Linked DNA regions of Mus musculus: region 1 is linked to region 2. A link is a contact called in public HiChIP or PLAC-seq data. All regions are on one chromosome and are shown on one strand. The core of a region is the stretch at or near the end of the contact, and the rest is flanking DNA. Distances in the headings are between cores, read along the strand shown.

What was found. HiChIP or PLAC-seq counts read pairs in DNA pulled down with a chosen protein or histone mark.
Region 1: a contact with region 2 is called in an H3K27ac HiChIP or PLAC-seq map of embryonic stem cells, with 4 times the contacts expected there. The contact joins two enhancer-like sites. A contact is called at or near these places in 2 of 115 datasets of contacts at active chromatin or transcription factors (bone marrow-derived macrophages and embryonic stem cells).

Annotation. Positions count from the first base shown.
Region 1 is chr13:13,964,852-13,971,112 of GRCm38.p6, reverse strand. B3galnt2 (UDP-GalNAc:betaGlcNAc beta 1,3-galactosaminyltransferase, polypeptide 2) reads right to left here. Exons shown (of 12, transcript NM_178640.3): 2 at 4,656-4,803; 3 at 246-346. It also overlaps the pseudogene Gm18856. Among named protein-coding and RNA genes, the nearest start is that of B3galnt2, 13 kb to the right of the region's middle. Within about 2 kb of position 2,137, at least 159 of the 459 cell types and tissues checked have an H3K27ac peak or open chromatin away from gene starts, as enhancers often do. A contact at or near this core is called in embryonic stem cells, where this site is marked.
Region 2 is chr13:13,473,754-13,479,522 of GRCm38.p6, reverse strand. It overlaps Nid1 (nidogen 1), which reads right to left. Exons shown (of 20, transcript NM_010917.2): 6 at 3,113-3,364; 7 at 1,185-1,385. Among named protein-coding and RNA genes, the nearest start is that of Nid1, 39 kb to the right of the region's middle. Within about 2 kb of position 2,307, at least 5 of the 459 cell types and tissues checked have an H3K27ac peak or open chromatin away from gene starts, as enhancers often do. A contact at or near this core is called in embryonic stem cells, where this site is marked.

The DNA of each region.
Region 1 (6,261 bases), core at 888-3,387, 490 kb before region 2:
TGACTAATAATACAGCGAGTAATCTAATTTTTCAGATGCACTGTCTTCCTGAAGAACAACCCTGAAAATCTGTGTCAGTAAATAATCTCAGAGATGCCCTAATAAGTCTAATAAGTCTGTCAGAAAGGCTGGAACATAAATTTTGATGACAAATATTTTGTTGATTAAAAATAGACTCTCCCATAAAATTTAGTACCTTTTACTTGACAACGAATTTAAGAATAGCAGCCTAGAGGACAACGCACCTGGATTGGTGATGTTGAGCAGTCGGCAGGAGTAAGGATCCTCCCTGTCTTCCACAGGCACTTCACAGCCACGGGCACCTATTATGAACTTCACAAGCACACTGAAAGATGGGTTGGCATTAAAGTCATTAATAGACCTCACGCTCATTTCAGACCTTTGAGGCCCTAGCATTTATGAAGGCTGATTTATAACTTTATTTTTCTGGCCTAACAAAAGGAGAGGGCATGAAACCCAAGGGCTGCTAACTACTGAGTGGCATTATATGAGCTCTCTTCTGTATACTAAAGCAGGTGTAAATGCTTGGCTTGGCTACCAGCAAATGCTCATGTTAGCTAACAGCAGATCACGGTAATATCAACTTCTCAGAAGCTGCATTTAGAATTTTCCTTTTCCCTCACTAGATTAATGTTTCTGTAGGAGGCGGTCTGTACCGTTCTCAAACCTTGTGTCACTGGTTGCCTTGTGATCTGTTACTCAGGTTACCTATTGCCTTCATCTCTCTTTGGTCTACTCATTCTTCTCTCTATCCTCTGGCAACACTTATTTATCCCTAAGGCTATAACTGGTCCAAGAATGATTCTTAAACTTGAACATCTAGTGTCAACACAACTTCCAAGTACTCAATCCTCAAGTTTTTTGGCATTGTCATCTAGATTACCCACAAGGAGCTGAGTTCTAAAGTGCTAGCTTAAGAGAACCAGTTGTCAAATTTTCAACAAATTTTGTAAATGGTTAAGTACAGTCTTTATTAATTTACAGAAACAACTAAATATATTTAAAACAAGGAAACACTAAGTTCTCCACTTCCTGGGTTTCTTACTAAGGTTATTTATACTTTTATCTACTGGATGGAATAGTCATGCTGTATCTCTTTACAATTCTGTGCCCAATTACTTCACATTAGTTGCTTGAAATTACATCATAGTAGTTGGCCTTTGTGAAAATATCTAAACCACAGAAATTGATAAACAATAAGGACTCGATTTCTTGTATCACTGTTTCTCTAGACTATGAGAAAATGTTATTAGTGCAGATTAAGCCTACATGTAATACATTTCCAGCCTTTACTTTCTGAACAGTACTAAAAAAATAGGAATAGGTTTTCTTTTTCTCTACCTGCCTCTGCCTCTGCCTCCCAAGTGCTGGGATTAAAGGCGTGTGCCACCACATCCGGCTGAATAGGTTTTCAATGTCCAAAAACTATTAGATGATCCAACAAAGAAGTCACTGACTTCACTGACTAAGAATAAATACTGACATATCTTAGCAGAAAAAAATTTGAACATTATTTTTATGTGTATGGGTATTTTGCCTGCATGAACATCTGGGTGCCACATGCAATGTAGTTCCCATGAAGTCAAAAGAAGGTAGTGGGTCCCCTGGGACTGGAATTACAAGACAGTTGTGAACTGCCATGAGGGCGCTTAGAACTGATCCTGGGTTCTCTAGCAGAGCAAGTAGAGCTCCCTCTTCAGACTTAAGTCTTATTCTTTAACCTAAAATATTTACTTCAGAGCTATATGGCTTTGGTGATTACACCCATAAATTTATTACAAATTTAATGTTCTGGAAAAATAGAAGCATTTTATGAAAATTAACTGACCAAATAGAATTTACTAATTTTACAGAGTACTACATGTTATTAACTATCAATTATGTGCTATAAGTCTTTATGTCAATAAAATTGTGATAAACCTAGGTACATAAGAATACACTTTTTTTTCAGGGAGCCATTCAATAAACATTTACAGAGTACACCATAGCCTGAGGGTGCCTGAGCTCAAGCACCCTCAGCTGAGCTTTTTTTTTCTTCTCGTCATACTTAGCACATTGCCTGAGGATTTCACAACTCTCAAGTCAGACACCTCCTGTTCCCTCTACAGATTCTGATGAGTCACTACGAAGTAGTCACACCCCTCAGAGTTCTTGTCTGAACAAGTCTGCTCCTACACACCTGCTTGCCATGAGCTATGCAGGAGACTGCTGACCTCTCACAGACACAGGCCTTTCCTCCTTTCCTTTCCCCACTTTTATTGTGTCCTCTTGTTTTCTGCCTTCCTAGGCTTTGCCTCTGCTCCAGCACTCACCTCCCAGAACCCCAGGTTACATGTGACTGATGTTCTCAAGCACTCCGGGTTATTTAAAAAGACTGATTTTATCATCTTCTGTCTGCCTGCCTGCACTGCCTATGAGTGTGCCCGCAAAGGCTAGAAAAGGGAGTTGATTTCTTGGAGCTGGAATTCCAGGAGGTTGCAAGGCACCAGATGAAGGTGTGGGAAATCAGACCTCAGGTTTCTCTGGAAGAGCAGCAAGTATTCTTAACTGCTGAACCAGCTCTCCAGGCTATTCCAGGCTATTTTACATATATCTCCATTGTACCCTATACTGTACTATCAACCTACCTATATGTACTAAACTTCAAGTCCCCTAGACTCCAGTTGCACCTTTGTGTTCTAGCACACACAGTGCACTACCTGCTTAGGATACATTAAAGTGATAAACTACAGCCTATTACAGAGGTTTGAAATCAAACACAGTCCTCATAATATAAATAACATGTTTGACTCCTTTGTTAAAACACAAGATACCAAAGAATTCCATAACCACAGAATGCACTGTTTTTACATGAATATGCTAACTAAATGATACTCGTCTTCTTTATTTATCTTAATAACCTTACTAAATTCATATAACTACTATGCCCTAGAAAGTTACTTTTGGTCTTGAATCTGTTTTTATATAGATTATCCATTATTTTCAGAAAACAAACCACAAGTTTATTTCATTTAAGTAACTGCTTCAAAGGCAAATGAATTTCTGGTATAAATTATACTCATTATTTTTAGTTCCAAGGCATTCACTCAATTGTTGTTAAATATCTATTTTATTCTTGGCCAAGTTAGGTTAGAGATCCTGGGGAATCTACCAGGAGATAAAATCAAAGAGCCCACCTCCTAGGGGAATGATGAGTGACTTATAGATGTACTACACATGCCAGCTGGTGATACATCTAATAATAAAGTCAAGCAGGGAAGCCAGGGATGGAGAAGTGGAGTGCTATCTAATCCCAGACTGTCAGCTAGAGAAGAATCTACCAGAGACTTGAAGGAATGCTACCATGGAGACATGTAGTGAAAGAGCGGTCAAAGCAAGAGCAAAGGCTCTGAAGCAGGAGCTCGTGTAGTGTACCGGAGGTAGGGGGAAAGGGGATAGGGAATGGGAAAGACGGTATCATATGTATTTCCCACAGCTGAAGACAGACTTTGTGTGTGTGTTTTGAAAACAGAAGGGTAGACTCCTTAGAGGGGGGGACTCATCATAGGAAGGATGAGATGGTGAGGATAAGTGTGAGCAAATACAATGAAAAATTAAAATGTTATAATATGAGGGAAACACAGTGAAGTGATTATATAGAAGAAAATGTAGACTGATTGAATGACTACAATAATTTGGAATTTTTATTATATTTATTTAGAGACAGGCATCATGTAGCCTAGCGTGGCCTCAAACTCACTATAAGCTGAGGAAGACCTTAAACTCCTGATAGGACTTTATTCTAAGATCAGAAAAGACAATGGATATAGGCAAGTGTGTGCATGAGTGAGGGAGTGATGAGTGAAATTATACTCATCACACACATACACACATCATGGAGGGTTATGAATAAAAAGTTAACAAAATTTGACTAATCTTAAGAGGATCATTCTGGTCTGGCAGCTATATGGAAAACCGAATATGGAATAATGGAATGTGTCTAATGGAAAAGCAAGCAATCCATATGGAGGATCTTCTGCAATAATCCAAACGACAGGTGAAGACAGTGTGGATACGGTAAAGGGTGTGAGAAGTCTGAATCCGAGTGTGACCTACAAGCTGCACAAACAAGATGTGAGTGGGTACATGGGAAGTGAAAGAAAGGAGACGCTAACACCATGATTTTGGTCTGAGTAGTTGCTGGCATGTTCTGGCTGGGAACGACAGCTCAAGCTCTGGAGATGGTTCTGAGGCCCGGATTCCTTGTTAGGTTATAAGATTTATTATTGCAATCATGTACTAAGGAAAGCTATCAGGAAGAGGAATGGAAGCTGCCACGAGGAAGATAGGAAATCTATAAATGTTCACTATTAGTGACAAGAAAATTCCCAACTGCAATTTACCTCAACAGCCAATCAAGAAAATGACAGTTTAATATAACCACAAGAGGATGTTCTCTGGAAGAGTCCCAGTATCTTTCCACCATAGACCTGTGCCTTTCCCTCTCACTGTAGCCTTAAGAGATTCTCATGCTGAGCAGGAACTGATAGCTTTCCTTAGTACATGACTGCAATAATAAATCTTAGTTAAAACTAAGGGGTTTTTGTTCTTTTTCAATTCTTGAACCAGGTTAGGGAATAATTCAGAAAACCCACCGTTGACTTAATGTAGGATGATGCAGCAAATTCTTCAGCCAGGTGTTCCTTATCACATTTCGAAGTTCGTGGTTATTTCGAGCTGATAACACACCAACTACCACATCATAGTGGCTAAATTTCCAGTGAGGAAATAAGGCTGATTGATCTATAAATAAGTAAGATAAATTTCAAGTCAGTCATGACATCTCAACTACAGTAAACTCAGCTTATTTCATAAAAAGTTTATTTCAAATAAAACACACTTATGCTTGTAAAATATACAGATAAATAGAAACAAAATTTTAAACTTTATTTGAAAAGTTAAAAACCCATAAACTCAGCATCCAGAAATATGTACAACTAACATTGGTATACAGGCTTTTGGTATCTCACATATATGCATCTATGCCAGCATAAGAAAGATTTTCAAGGTTGCTAAGGGTGGAGGGAGGGGGGGTTGGGAGTGGCAGGGGCAGGGGAGGAGGGGTAGGAAGCAAGAGAGAGAAGACAGGACCAGAGCAGGGCCCCAAGCCCCCCAGCCTGGTGGGGGACGCGCTTCTTCTAACACCCTGTGCCTCTGCAGCTCCAGCGAGCAGACCCGACGGCTAAGAGAAGATGGGGAGCCCTGAGGATGACCTGATTGGAATTCCATTCCCAGACCACAGCAGCGAGCTCCTGAGCTGCCTGAATGAGCAGCGTCGGCTGGGTCAGCTGTGCGACCTCACCATCAGGACGCAGGGTATTGAGTACCACACCCACAGGGCTGTGCTGGCTGCCTGTAGCCACTACTTCAAGAAGCTCTTTACGGAGGGTGGAGGGGGGACTGTGATGGGAACAGGAGGTGGTGGGGCGGCTTCTGGGGGAGCAGGGGCCAGTGTGTGTGAGCTGAACTTTGTAGGGCCTGAGGCCCTAGGTGCCCTGCTCGAGTTTGCTTACACAGCCATACTGACCACCAGCATCGCCAATATACCGGCTGTACTCCAAGCCGCTCGGCTACTGGAAATCCCGTGTGTCACTGCTGCTTGCATGGAGCTTCTACAAGGCAGTGGGCTGGAAGTCCCCAGCCCAGATGAGGATGACTGTGAGCGAGCCCGACAGTACCTGAAGGCTTTCCCCACTGCCACCACCACAGCCTCAACCTCAGGAGTGCCCAATGGTGAAGACAGCCTTCCACAGGTGCCCCTCCTACCACTGCCGCCGCCACCTAGCCCTGTGGCCCACCGCAGCCGCAAACCCCGGAAAGCTTTTCTTCAAACCAAAGGGGCCCGAGAAACCCATCCGGTCCCTGAGGCCCCCACAGTACTCACCCATCCCTTGACCTACAAAGAAGAGATGGTTGGTAGAGTGGGTAACAGTGGCGGCAGTGGGCTTGGAGGTAGCTACAAGCCTCCCACAGGTGCCGCCTCACCTGTTGATGGCCCCCTGAACTCTGAAGTCTTTGAAGGTGAGGAAGAAGAGGAGGAGATGGTATATCCCCCAGCCTTCCGGCTAGCACAAAGTAATGAGCCCTCACTATCACCACAGGAGCTGGGCTCCAATGAAGACCCCATCGATCCCAACCTGATGGCTTACCTAAGTTTGCTGCATCAGGACGCCCTGGCACCAGGCCCGGATGGCCAAAACA
Region 2 (5,769 bases), core at 1,058-3,557:
AAATGACAGGCCAAAGATTACATACTGAGGTTCCTATGCTAAATACCAGAAGCCAGATGTGCTGGCTCAAACCTAATCCCAGCATGTGGGAGACAGAGGCAGGAGGTTGACTTTCAGTTGGAGACAAGTTTGGGCTACAGAGTTTTAAAGATAATCCTGACTTTCTAAATAATTTTGATGGGACTGTGTAAGAAAATGTTCTTTTTCTTAGGACAGAGGTGCTTGAAGCACTTAAGCAATGACCTATGAGGACAGTTAGGGAGAAGGAAGTGTGTATGTGCATAAGTGTACGTGTGTACGTATGTACATGTGTGTGTGTGTGTGTGTGTGTCTGTGTGTCTGTCTGTGTGTGTGTGTGTGTGTGTGTGTGTGTGTGTGTGTGCGCGCGCGCGCGCGCTATAATTCAGGTAGCGAGTGCTAGGAACTAGCCAAGCTGAGTAAGTAGCAGATAGAAGCTCTTGCACTCTTTTCAGCTCCAAACAGACGCCAGAAGGAAAATAAGTGTAAAGACTACAAATAAATACATTATAATAAAATCTTGAATTATATAATAGTGGCGACATATAATATTAATATAGATGGTAGACTCTAGGGGAAAATTGCAAAAATATATTTAAATCTTTGTATTCAGGCTTATTTTGTGGAGTTCTTTTATGTCATTTTGTTTCCTTTTTTAAGACATGGTCTCATGTAGCCCAGGCTAGCCTTAAACTCACTGTGTACCTGAGGATGATCATGAATTTCTAATCTTCCTGGCTCCCCTTCCCAAGTGCTGGAACTACGGGCATATGACACCCGACCTGCTTATGTAGTGCCAGGGACGGAACTCAGGGCTTCAAACATTCAATGTATGTAAGCAAGCCCTCGCCAACTGAGATAGTTCCTACTCCAGTTTCTGGGTGTTTTGGTTTTTGCTATGTAGCTCAGGCTGGCCTAGGTCAGCTTCCCAAGGGCAGGAATGGCTGATGTGTCCCAATACACCTTGTTTTCTTTTTTTATATTCAATTCTCTTCAAGCGTGTCTTCTGCAGTGCTTAGGGAGAAAGGGATTAAAATAAAGAATAGCCTTCTGTGTTTCCCTTTACAGATCCCAGGAGACTGCCCCAGGAACTCAAGGTCATCACAGTGGGTGGGCACAGGCAGCCTGGCAGCCGCCTGCCCTGGGACTCCAGGTCTGGGACTTACCTGAGCTGGAGTAGTGGTACAGTTCGGTGTAGGGCTCAATGTGCACCGAGGCTCCATAGGGGATCTGCGGCACGCGGCCCTCCAGCTCCGTGCTGATGGTCAGGTGTCCATGTTCATCAATACCGCTGAACTGCTGCTTCAGGACCAGCTTGCCTGGGTGCCCCAGGAAGGTCACCTCAGCTTGCCGGGTAAACTCGCCCCCTGGAAAGTAAAACAGGCCTGTCACCCTCCCATCGGGCAAGTACACCCTCCTGCTGGCCCTAGGTTCTTGAAGGGAGAGGCAAGCGAACAACTCATTGTGACCTGGCTTGTTAACTGAGCTAGACTTAGAGCTACAAATGTTGTGTGGTATCTCTCCATAATCTAGATTTAAATTCACATGTTCATCATTATGTATTTAAATACGTATTTATAGAACACATGGAAGTAGAAAGGAGAGCATGAGGAGGGAAGAAAAGAGCTAAAGGGATGTGGGAAGGGACACGTGGATACTTGTGACATGATGGGAGTGCTTTCGGGAAGGAAGAGCAGAGGGAGAAGGCAAATCTAGTGAGGAGGAGGAGGAGGCAGGGCTAGTGTGCCCAGCCCAGGACAATGGGTGAAGGTCCTGGGAATGCTGATGAGTTTTATCCAGCTTGACAAAAGCTAGTCACTGGAGAGGAAGGAGCCTTAGTTGAGAAAATGCCTCCATAAAATCGGGCTATAGACAAGCCTGTATGGTATTTTCTTAACTAATGATTAATGTGGGAGGAGACAGCCCATTGTGGATGGTGCCACCCCTGGGCAAGTGGTCCTGAGTTCTATAAAAAGGTAGGCTGAGCAACCCACGGAGAGCAAGCCAGTGAGCAGGACCTCTCCAATGGACTCCATATCAGCTTCTGCCTCTGGGTTCCTGCCCTGTTTGAGTTTCAGTCCTGACTTCCATGGTGCTGTGGAAATGTAAGCTAAATTAACCCTTTCCTCCCCCAAGCTGCTTTGGTCACTTAGCTTGCTTTTGGTCATGGTATTTCACCATAGCAATAGAAACCCTAAGGCAAAGACTCCTCCACCCTGGGCTCCACCCAGCATCTACTTGGAGTTGACCTTGGAAGAACAGGAAGAAGACACTGTAACCTCAAGTTGAGATCCCCTCAGTGATCCGCCCACACATTCACAAAAGACTCAGCCTTCCCTTACAGGGCATGGCCTCGGAGAGCCTCCAAAGGTTCCTGGTACTCAAGAGGATGGTGTTGATCAAGTTAGATTTACCAGCTAGAAGTGGCAGGCTCTTTTCCCTGGAGATATGAAGAGGTTAGGCCCCTTTCAGATGGATGAGATGCAGGAGTTGGTAACTCTTGTTCAACCTTGGAGGCCTTTCTATGTTTGTGTGCAGGTCTCTGCAAGTTTGTATGTGTGAGGGTGTATCTGTATGCTCAGGTTTGTGTGCATGACTGCATTTTGGACATAGGGGTGAAGGGACGTGTGCATGGTTGTGGGTGTGGGGCTATACCTATGTGTATGGGTATGTGTGGCAGCCAGAGGTCAGCCTTGGAGATTTTTCCTGTCTCTGCTTTCCTAAGGCTGGTATCATCAGTACATGCCATCATACCTGGCTCTCTCCGTGGCTTCCAGGAAATGGATACAGGTCCTTATGCTTGCAAGACAAGCACTTCAGCAGCTATGTTTCCTCCTCAGCACCAAACATGGGGGCTTCTAAATCCCCATCAAGAAACCATTCCTCCACCAAAATATAATTCTATATGGTCTCCTTTAATGAATATGCTATACATGAATTTCTCCTGGTCCTTATTTCTGAGGAAGAACTAGAGGGCCCCTGTCCACAAATGAAATGCTTCCAGGTGTCTGCAGACAGAGCTCCAAACCCATTCATTCTCAGATCTCTCCCATGACTATGTAGCCCATTTATTCTAATTGGGAATGTCAATTACCAGTGATGCTAAACCCATTCTTGAACCCATCCTGCTCCACTGCAAACATCCATCCGATGATGCCTCCAATGGGTGCCAGGGGGAGCAGAGAGTAGCCGACGGTTTCAGGGATGGTGCTGATGGCTGTGTAAGAGCGCCCGTGGTTCATCACCACATAGGAGTGCAGGTCAGTGTTCTCAAACACCACGGGGACCTGGCTGCTCCCCACGAAGATCCTTCCCTTCACCTTGCCATTGACCCGTTGTGGAGAGCCTGGGCCAGAAACAAAGGAACAAGGTGAAGATAGCTTTCCCCTACCTTCCAAAGAGGGGAATGTGTCTGTTCATTAGGAAAGCAAAGAGGTGGCATTGCTGTGGGAAATACTTGTGATTGTGTGCCATAAGCCTGGATATCCCAATGCCCCTGCCTCTGTTGCATGTGGCTACTAATGGGCAGAATGCTAGGTACCCACCACTGTGCACCAGGGGCCTCGGGATCCTAACACCTCTCGTCTCTCCCACATGACTGATAACAGACAGAATAAAAACCACACCCACAAATGTGCATCACAGACATTAAGAGTCCCAGCACTACATAAGCATAAGGACCCCAGCATATAAAGAGCCTGGTGTGGCAATGTACCCTTGTAAGTTCAGCACTAGGATGGAGAGGAAAGACGAGAGGACCCTTGGGGCTGGCTGATCAGCTTCACCAGCTGGTAAGCTTGAGGTTCAGTGAGAGACCCATCTCAAAAGAGTAAGTGGAGAGCAAGAGAGGAAAACACCTAATGTGGACCACTGGCATCCACATGTGTGCACATACAAACACTACACACACACAGAGGCATACACACAGCCATGCACACACAGCCACACACACACAGGCACACACACAGAGGCATACACACACAGGCACACATACACATGCACACACAGACACACACAAGCACACACACAGGCATGAGAATTATACTACAAAATAAGAAAAAAAAACTGAAGGAAGAAGTAAGTAAAAGGTCAAATTAAGGTCACCTTGCCTTGCTGAAGTCTGACACAGAATTACATTCTTTGCAGGTTTTTCCTTTCTCTTCTGGCACAGGAGATTGAGTTTGCCACCAAACTCCACCCCATTAGCCTCACATGATATATCATATTTATTTTTCTAGGTTGTGACTGATCAGAAGTATGGCCTCCATCCCCTCCTCCCAGACACATGTTCATATTCCTGGACGTTATCTATTCTCTGAGGAAAGCTGCTAAATGAGATCACTGACCAATCAGGACATATCTGACATGAAGTAACTCTGCACTTCCACTGTGTCATTACACTGGGGATCCTATGACCCCTTGCAGGTTAATGGGGGCGGGGGGGGGGGGGGAAATGCATTCCAAGAACATTACAGAAACAACAAAGGAAGCCAAGTTAAGAAAGGCAAATAAAGCGCTTCTGCCAGACTCTACGCTGGCCTTTCTCCCCCCTGGTTATTGGAGTCAGGGTCTCTCTCATTCAGTAGCCCTAGCTGGCCTGGAATTCAAACGTACAGCCATCCCCTGCCCCAGTCTCCCCAGTGTTAGGATTATAGGCATGAGGTACCTGTATAAAAATGCATGCCTACATTAAAAAAAAAAATTAAGTAGCAAAATCCAACAAATATTTCAACCCCAAAGCAATTACAGGGTGTGTACAAAATGTCAAGATGTGTAGCTGAGCAGTTTGTCACACCTGAGCTCAATGCCAGTTTGCTTAGCATTTTTAGCTCTGATATGGGAGAGAGGAGAGCTAAGTGGCCCGAGCACAGCGCCCCCAATGGAGGAGCTAGAGAAAGTATCCAAGGAGCTAAAGAGATCTGCAACCCTGTAGGTACAACATTATGAACTAACCAGTACCCCGGAGCTCTTGACTCTAGCTGCATATGTATCAAAAGATGGCCTAGTTGGCCATCACTGGAAAGAGAGGCCCATTGGACTTGCAAACCTTATACGCCCCAGTACAGGGGAATGCCAGGGCCAAAAATGGGAATGGGTGGGTAGGGAGGGTATGGGGGACTTTTGGGATAGAATTCTAAATGTAATTGAGGAAAATACGTAATAATAAAAAATATTAAAAAAAAAAAAAGAATATGCTTTGAGGTCGAGGAAATGGCCCCGGTGGTAGAGTGCTTGCCTGGGAAGCACAGGGTGCTAGACTCAATACCCAGTACCCAGGGATGAACGGAGGAGGGAGGGGAGGAGGAAGGGGGGGAGGGAGGGAGGGAGGGAGGGAGGGAGGGAGGGAGGGAGGGAGGGAGGGAATACACTTCCATGTGGAATTTGGAAGCTTTTCCTAGGGCAAAGGGTATAAAGGCCAAGCCTAGCACAAATACTTAAAAGCACCCCACCCCTGGGGTGACAAAATTTGGAAGGAAATAAAAACCAGTTTAATGTTAAAAACATGCTCCTAAATTAATATGACATCTAAACTGCCTGTTGGTTCATTGCTGAGGAGGGATGAAAATAAAACAAATCTTACTCTCCTTAATTATGACCCAGAAGGAAACAATTTTGTGTGTGTGTGTGGCAAATTAAAATAACTGATTTCAGGATAGCAAGGGTAAGGAGTCTGGAAACGGAACCTACTTCTCCAACTAGGTTTTAGTTAGTCAGATTTTACAAAGCAACTGAAGCCCCCACGTGAAGGTA